3 separate regions of the Sus scrofa genome follow, and all the other regions are linked to region 1. The links are chromatin contacts, called in public HiChIP or PLAC-seq and promoter capture Hi-C maps. All regions are on one chromosome and are shown on one strand. The core of a region is the stretch at or near the end of the contact, and the rest is flanking DNA. Distances in the headings are between cores, read along the strand shown. Region 1 holds the start of PARG (poly(ADP-ribose) glycohydrolase). Region 2 holds the start of ERCC6 (DNA excision repair protein ERCC-6). Region 3 overlaps ALOX5 (arachidonate 5-lipoxygenase).

Evidence for each region. Promoter capture Hi-C pulls out the DNA fragments that hold promoters and counts their contacts. HiChIP or PLAC-seq counts read pairs in DNA pulled down with a chosen protein or histone mark.
Region 2: an H3K27ac HiChIP or PLAC-seq map of alveolar macrophages shows a contact between it and region 1. The contact joins the promoter of ERCC6 here to the promoter of PARG in region 1. A contact is called at or near these places in 1 of 5 promoter capture datasets (fetal liver) and 1 of 2 datasets of contacts at active chromatin or transcription factors (alveolar macrophages).
Region 3: a promoter capture Hi-C map of fetal liver shows a contact between it and region 1, with 3 times the contacts expected there. The contact joins the enhancer-like site here to the promoter of PARG in region 1. A contact is called at or near these places in 2 of 5 promoter capture datasets (fetal liver and liver), 6 of 47 Hi-C or Micro-C datasets (alveolar macrophages, blood, embryonic fibroblasts and 3 more) and 2 of 2 datasets of contacts at active chromatin or transcription factors (alveolar macrophages and skeletal muscle).

Annotation. Positions count from the first base shown.
Region 1 is chr14:90,479,697-90,482,328 of Sscrofa11.1, reverse strand. It overlaps PARG (poly(ADP-ribose) glycohydrolase), which reads left to right and starts at 1,314. Exons shown (of 18, transcript XM_005671222.3): 1 at 1,314-1,401. It overlaps LOC100157391 (mitochondrial import inner membrane translocase subunit Tim23), which reads right to left and starts at 1,374. Exons shown (of 7, transcript XM_001926555.6): 1 at 1,028-1,374. The coding sequence starts at 1,133.
Region 2 is chr14:90,074,598-90,077,229 of Sscrofa11.1, reverse strand. ERCC6 (DNA excision repair protein ERCC-6) reads left to right here and starts at 1,319. Exons shown (of 23, transcript XM_021073703.1): 1 at 1,319-1,411.
Region 3 is chr14:90,859,730-90,862,361 of Sscrofa11.1, reverse strand. It overlaps ALOX5 (arachidonate 5-lipoxygenase), which reads left to right. Exons shown (of 15, transcript XM_021072736.1): 10 at 65-243; 11 at 550-671; 12 at 944-1,019; 13 at 1,021-1,042; 14 at 1,339-1,509; 15 at 2,476-2,632. Among named protein-coding and RNA genes, the nearest start is that of ALOX5, 46 kb to the left of the region's middle. Within about 2 kb of position 1,286, at least 23 of the 83 cell types and tissues checked have an H3K27ac peak or open chromatin away from gene starts, as enhancers often do. A contact at or near this core is called in fetal liver, liver and subcutaneous adipose tissue, where this site is marked.

The DNA of each region.
Region 1 (2,632 bases), core at 65-2,564:
TCTACAGTACTCAATAAATGGTATTGACTCCATCTTTTAATTTACCTTCAAATTTCAATTAATGTAACAATGGTTTTTCACATTAAAGCAGAGCCCTTTGTGCTCCAAATGCGGAGCTCCTGTGACTTATTATACACAAACTCCCTACAGTTCTGTTCTATAAGTTATCATATACAAACTACGCCCTAAATTCAGTTTTGATACAGGTCACACTAGGAACTTCTAAGCGTGTTTAAAAAAAAAAAAGCTTTTTTGGTTTCTGAGCATAAAAGACCTAAAGAAGTAGTACGAAAATTCTTAAAAGAGAAAATAGTTTTATAAAACGCTTATCCTCCACCAACTTCCTATTTTTAGGTCCAAGTTCTAGTCATCCAGTTGAATACCCAGTTAGATAATTTCAAAGATCTAGAATACACATTCTTTGTACTGAGGAGCGCACAGGCAGGGCATTCGTGCTTCCAGCACCCTCGATTGTACGTATTTCCCTTCCTAAAATTCATATTGGCTTCTTTCTTGTCTATAAATTACCTTTAAAATTCAGCTCTCTTCCGTGTTCCCCTAGTTGTCTCGAATCATGTTTCTTTCTCCCCTGTATGCATGAGTGGCCCTGACGGCTACTTGTGGTTTTAGAATATGCGACTTTGAGCTAAAAAGTTATCTATGAACTCGGTATTTGGAATGCATTTACTTGCAGAAGGGGGTTTTCTTTTTCACCTAGAGCCAAGCACAAGGCCCAATATACAGGAATGTGCGAGAGGAAAGAGAAGGCAGAAAGCTTGAATATAAAAGGAAGAAAACATGCAGCATCTCCTGGTTGACATGATCCAGGACAACCACAGAAACCTTCTCCGGATCTATGGCTCCAAAAATTCGTTCGATGTCGAAAGAGCGGCCCCGGAGATACACCAACCCCACGATTGCTACTGAAGCTTGTGACCGCTAGCAAAAAAAGGACAGGGCACGCCGCAGGTTTGGCGTGGTGGCAAGAACCAGTCAGAAATGTTCGTAAGCTAGGCCCGATACTTACGCGGGACTCCCGCCAGATCCGCGTGCGAGTAGCCAGCTCCGCCGGCTCCGAAAAAGCCGGCCAATCCCCCTGTGGTTTTGTTGCCGCTTCCTCCACCGCCCTCCATGGTACTGCAGCAAACTACCGGTCTGCTTCTCCCCGCTGCTCAGGCCGGGATCGTCCGCTCGGCCGTTGCTCCTCTGTAACAGCGGGTGAAACCCGCGTTACCACCACCTCCTTCACACGCTGACCTTCCGGGCGCCGGCAGCACCTAAACCTCACATTTCCGCTTTGCGACAGCGTACGTCCCGGAAACCGGAAGCGCCTGACGGCAGCTTTCCGGTGGTGGGAAAGTGAACGGAGCAAGAAAATCAAAGCGGCGCATCCTGAGGCAGGTGGGGTGCCTGTGGAAGAGGGAAGGCAGGCGACTGGATAGGGCCTGGCTCGGGAGGCCTACGGAACAGCAGCTGCAGACGCAGGCAGCAGCAGAGAGGGCATGGTGCCGGGAGGCGCCGAGAAGGAGGCGCAGTCCGTCCCTCTCCGGGTTAGTGAATGAGGCTCTCCGCCCTGGCTGGCCCGGGGACTGTTCGCTGCGGGTCCCAGCATGAGTGCGGGCCCCGGCTGTGAGCCCTGCACCAAGCGACCCCGCTGGGGCGCCGCTGCAACTTCTCCGCCGGCCGCCTCGGACGCCCGGAGCTTCCCCAGCAGGCAGAGGCGCGTCCTCGATTCCAAGGACGCTCCCGTGCAGTTCAGGGTCCCGCCGTCCTCGTCAGGCTGCGTCTCGGGGCGGGCGGGACCGCACAGAGGCAGCGCCACCTCGCTTGGTACGTGGGGAAATAAAGCTCTTTGTCCTTCGCCTTGGCCCAAAGCTCTTCTTGGTCTCCGAGGACCCAGGGACTACAGCCCCCCATTTTCTGGTCTTGTATGCATCACTCTGAACGCTGAGGTCCCCTTGCTGAGCCATCAAGGCCACTAGTCGGGGAATGGGGCCCCATTTTCCCCGTGGCGATTGGTGGTGTGAGAACCCCTGACAAGCAGTCACTCAGCATGGGAAGCGGCGAGAGACTCCACCTGTTTGCTTTCCTTGGGTTTAATTGGAATTGCCTTGGTCGTTAAGGAGGTTTAATCTTTTACCTGAAGCTTCAGTCTCTAGATATAAAGAAAGTTACAAAGAAAGTCACAGCTGTCCTCAGTTTTAATTCTCAGTCTCTGGGTGGAGAGCCCTTAGTCTTACTGGCTTTACACCCGTCTTTGACATACAGTGGTGAACAAAGGTAACTTGGTCTGTTTTCAGACCCTAAAATCTATCAGAAGAGGTAGACAATGGCAGAGGTAAATATAATAAAGGGTAATGGATGTTCCAGTATATGAGACAGATAGTTAGGATAAGACGTCAGATGTGCCTGATCTAGTTTGAAGGTCAAAGATAATCTCCTAGCCAGAAGGTGAGGATCTTATTCTGAGGACTGAAGAGTGATGAGTTATTTAGATGAAGAGGAAGTTAAGGAAGTGATCCCACAGTGCAGCTGATGTAGGTTGTCCAGAGAGCAGTGAGAGATGGGATTGCAAAGAAGTAGACAAAGATCAGATCATATTGGGCAATGCTAAGAGGTTTGAGCTTTATCC
Region 2 (2,632 bases), core at 70-2,569, 410 kb after region 1:
TAACCCCAGGGTTACTATGCCATCCTTAGTTGTTTTCCTAAACCCTGCCTACACCTTTGTAAACATTATAAATTTTCCTCAACTACCCAGTCTCAGTGTACCACCTGCATCTTGTCCAAATTTTGAATGATACATAGGGGCTCACCAAAATAGTACACATTAAAAAGGGGACTTCATTTTCAAAATGGTTGGGAACCACTATATATCTGGGAGAATCTGATTTCATAGCCAAGCATTAGAACTAATATCTTACCAATGTGTTACTGTTTCCAGTATTTTATTCTATTCAAGAGATCACTACAATTATTTCTTTTTAAAGAACAAGTTATATTTTCCTGTGCAATGGCTCCAGACATGTAGGTTGGCACTGCTAACGGGAGAATACACTGAGCATAATCAAGTACACTTCCCAACTCTCCTTTCTTGTCCACCTTCAGGCTTCAAAATGAGGAAGACATTTCCCTACCTAGTCCTCAAACGTCCTCCCACAACCACTGCCACTCCCAAAGGACTTAAGGCTCTGGCCCCTGGAAAATCCACCTCTCCTGGAGCAGGAATCCCCAGGCTAAGAAGTTGCTGTGTGGCACAACTGTCACCCATTCTGGGTTACTCCTTGCTCAGGTGGCGCTCAATTTCCTCCCTTTGTTCTGAACCTGTGCGTGAACATTTCATTTCTTCAAATGCTCTAAGCTAAACTCTCACCTTGCTCAAAATCGTCCTCACCTCTTTGACCTGAGGATAAATATTAAATGACTGACTCTCTAATGCAATCAAGACATTCCTGTAGGCCCACTTGCACACACACTACCAACTGTGTGTGTGTGGCGGGGCGGATGGAGAGGGGGAACAGAGGTAAATCAGTCCTCTTCCTATTCTTCACTTGCTAACAGCCGTGCCAGATGACCAAAGAGAGGTCACAACGTCTACTTCGCGTGGATATTAAAACTTGTAACGTTCTCCAGCTCTCTTCGCCAAGCTTACCTTCTCTTTAGGGTTCACGGTTTTAATGTAAGCACTTACGTTAGCACCGCACACTCGTATACCTCTCTCTTTCTCTGGAAACATGCCCTTTAATTCTTATAACCGTCTTCCCAGAGAGGTATTTTTCACCACGAGTAAGGCGCCGGCCACAAACCACTGGTCATCAGCCTAGACAACATTCACAACCTACTAGAACGTAGAAGGGCTGGGTTGCATGATACAATGTGGCTTCGCTCGCAGTTCAAAATAAACCCTAGAGGCCGGCGCATGCGCCACAGGCCCCAGCCGCTCCAGCCCAATGGCTCCTGTTGGGGGCGGTGCTTAAGGCGGACGGAAGACGCATGCGCCGCGGCCGGCCCCGTCCGGTTCTACCGTGCTGGCGGCGGCCGCTGCATCTACGTGTCGGTACGGGTGGCCGCGCGGCCCTGGGGTGAGTGTTCTGGCGGCCGGGTTGATCCTCGGTCGGGACACGTCTGGGGCCCGCTGGGGCTCCCCAGGCGGCCCCGACCCCTCCTTGACTCCTGGCTGGGGTGAAGGAGCCCATTCGCTCAGGCAGCCAGGAGCCGGCCCTCGGGCGGAGCGCGCGCCCTGCGTGCCAGCCCACCTGCGCCGGAAATGACGCTGCGGCGCGCTCATCTGGGGGGACCTGGGGTCCCAACCTTTGGGTGTGCGTGAGGCGGGCGAACTGGCGAGTGAGTGTCAACTTTTCGGCTTTGCGTTCTGCCCCCACGCGCAGAATCAGCTCGGCCTTTGATCTCGATTGAAACAGTAGCGTTGTTATTTGAAAAGAGAATCGGTATATATGTCACAGCTACTGCAGGCATGGGTATGATAAAGTGGGAGTATGTGAAGGAAATTGAGCAGTCTGCATTGAAATGCCGTAACAAAGATTTCCTATGTAGCATCCATCTTCACTGCTGTCACCCTGTTCCAGGCTCCTGTCACTTTTCATCCGTACGTGTCCCAACATGTCCGTGTTGCACTGTTTCCTCCAATCCTTTATCCATACCGCAGCCCAGGTGTCTTTTACAAATATAAATTGAGCCATGCCCGTCTTCTGCCTGTTTAAAACGCTTCAGAGTCACTCCATTACACTTGGAGACAAATTTAAGTTCGTTTTTCCAGGCCATGTGTGATCTGGCCCTTGTCTACCCTCCATCTTCACTTATGCCTCTTCCCCTCCCGGGTATGCACGTATACAACCAGACCTCCAAACCAGAATCCAGCGCATGCCACAGAGCCCCAGTGCTTAAAGGAGGACAATGAAGACGCTGTTTTCTCAGATGATTAAGCCTTGTAGAGTGTGACAAGATATTCTGTAGAATTTACACAATAAATGGAGTCATTATTATCTCCTTTAACTCTGATATTCATGTAAAATAAAATCAAAACTTCTGCTCCAGCCTTCTTCCATTTTTCCAAACACACCAGCTCCTACCAGCCTTAGAAATTACACATGCTGTTTCTTTGCAAAATGTTCACTTTTGGCCTGTTAACTCCTCTTTATCCTTCAGATACTGGGTCAAATATCACTTTATCAAGAGGCCTCTACACCTCATGCCTAACTCCACATTGTCATTTAGCCTCCTCTGTTATTTTGTCATACAGAATCCTGTACTTTCCTTTTACAGCAGTTATTATAATTAGATTT
Region 3 (2,632 bases), core at 37-2,536, 380 kb before region 1:
TATTAAGGCTGGAGAGGAGGAACAGGCCTCAGCTCACAGTGTTGTGGCTCCCCTCCCATTTAAGGCCAATGCCACAGGAGGTGGTGGGCATGTGCAGATGGTGCAGAGGGCCATGCAGGACCTGACCTATGCCTCCCTGTGCTTCCCTGAGAACATCAAGGCCCGGGGCATGGACAGCAAAGAAGACATTCCCACCTACTTCTACCGGGACGACGGGCTGCTGGTGTGGGAGGCCATCAAGAAGTGAGTGCCAGGGCTGTGGGACCCGCTCTGGGCAGAAAGAGGGGGGTGGTCCTATAGGAGGAGTGGACGTGGCATTGATGGACCCAGCCCACCCCCTGGACAGCTGGGGCCTGGCTCCATTGTCAGGACACCCATAGAGGAGCAGGGGTATGCCTGGGCAGTGGGGGTTGGGAGTGGACCTGAGTCTGGACATTAAGGAGTAGGTGACAGGGTCACTGATGGGGCCCTGCCTCAGGGTCCAAGGGCACAGCTCTGCCGACCCCATCTGGGTCACACACACCTACCTGGGCCTTCCTCCCGGGCCAGGTTCACGGCTGAGGTGGTGGATATCTACTATGAGAGCGACAAGGTGGTGGAGGATGACCAGGAGCTGCAGGACTTCGTGAACGACGTTTACGTGTATGGCATGAGAGGCAAGAAGGCCTCAGGTGAGGACCTCCCCTCCCGTCTTCTGCTCTTCCCTGTGCCGCTTTCTTGGGCAGTGGTGGCCTCCATCTCAGCACGTGGTGCTGGGCCCTGAGAGCCGGATCAGAAACAGCAGGGACACCGGGCCAAGTGGCTGTTCCTCCCAGTGTAGGTTGCCCAGCCTGGGCCCTCCAGCACGCACTGGGGGAACTCAGGGAGCTGGTTGGAGTGGGGTTGCGTGTCTGCCGGTCCCTTCCAACGTGAGGGCCTCAGCCAGCCTGTGGCTCTGCCTTAGGCTTCCCCAAGTCCATCAAGACCAAAGAGAAGCTGACTGAGTACCTGACCGTGGTGATCTTCACGCCTCAGCCCAGCACGCGCCGTGAACTTCGGCCAGGTGGGTGAGGGCAGGGCGAGCTCTGTGGGCGGGAATCACAGGGAACAACCTTAACTGCCTTTGAGGGCCCCCGGGGAGGTGGGGCACCCCTCTTCCTCCTCCAGACAGACAGGCAGGGGCGGAGAAAGGCCGGGCAGCCTCAGCGCCAGGAACCTAATCCGAGTTCCCCCGCGCTGGCCTGGGGGAAGGGGCGGGGCCGCTGGAGCGGGAGGAGGGGCTTGGGAGCAGACGCAGGAGACGGTGGTACAGCGCTGCGTTGCTGAGGCGCCCCCACGTGTCGGTGGCTGCCTCTGCAGTACGACTGGTGCTCCTGGATCCCCAATGCGCCCCCAACCATGCGTGCCCCGCCACCAACGGCCAAGGGTGTGGTCACCATCGAGCAGATCGTGGACACGCTGCCGGACCGTGGCCGCTCCTGCTGGCATCTGGGCGCCGTGTGGGCGCTGAGCCAGTTCCAGGACAACGAGGTGAGACTGGGTTGCCCTGGTTTAACCTATTTCTCAGCCTCAGGGCTTTGTGATTCAGGACACAGGTTGGGACTCCTGCTGGACAGGAAACCTGACGTGCAGGCTGGAGCGGCCCACAAGGTCCTTGGCCCGGCAGGAGTGCAGGGGCCAGGGCTGCCCTGTGACGCTCCCCACAAGGGCACACCCACCACCCCTGCCAGTGACCGAGCTCTTTCATGTGGGTTTCTTCCTGACACCCCAGAAGTGAGGACTAAGTTTCCTGGGCATCCCTTGCGACATTCCCAGGCACCTACGCCTTGCTGAACCCAATCCCAAAGCCACTCTCAGTAGACATAACCCCCATGGCTTTGGTTCAGAGCTGCTCAGAATGACTGGCCAGTTCAGCCAGCCCCAGGCTCATGGGCATTTGTTGGCATCTGCATAGTTTTGGGGCCTTTGCTAACGTGTTGGTCCCTCACCAACATCTTTGTATATGGGTTCTTGGCACATGTATTCAATAGGACTAGAGGGAATTACTTTGTCAAAGAATGTTGAGACGGGCGTTCCCATCGTGGCTCAGTGGTTAACGAATCCTACTAGGAACCATGAGGTTGCAGGTTCAATCCCTGGCCTTGCTCAGTGGGTTAAGGATCCAGTGTTGCTGTGAGCTGCGGTGTAGGTTGCAGACGCAGCTTGGATCCTGCGTTGCTGTGGCCCTGGTGTAGGCCGGTGGCTACGGCTCTGATTCGACCCCTAGCCTGGGAACCTCCATATGCTGCGGGAGTGGCCCTAGAAAAGGCAAAAAGACAAAAAAAAAAAAAAAAAAAGAATGTTGAGACTGAATTGGCCTCTGCAAATGAAATCCGAAATCCCATCCATAGCACGGGATGTTTCTCCCGCCTTTCACAGCCCTGAGTGTGAAACAATTTCAGTTCCCTCGTCTCATGGTGGCTTAACCGGTCTCTCTGTGCTTGTCTGGGTCCTCAGCTGTTCCTGGGCATGTACCCAGAGGAGCATTTCACCGAGAAGCCTGTAAAGGAGGCCATGGCCCGATTCCGTAAGAACCTCGACGCCATCGTCAGCGTGATCGCCGAGCGCAACAAGGACAAGAAGCTGCCATACTACTACTTGTCCCCAGACCGGA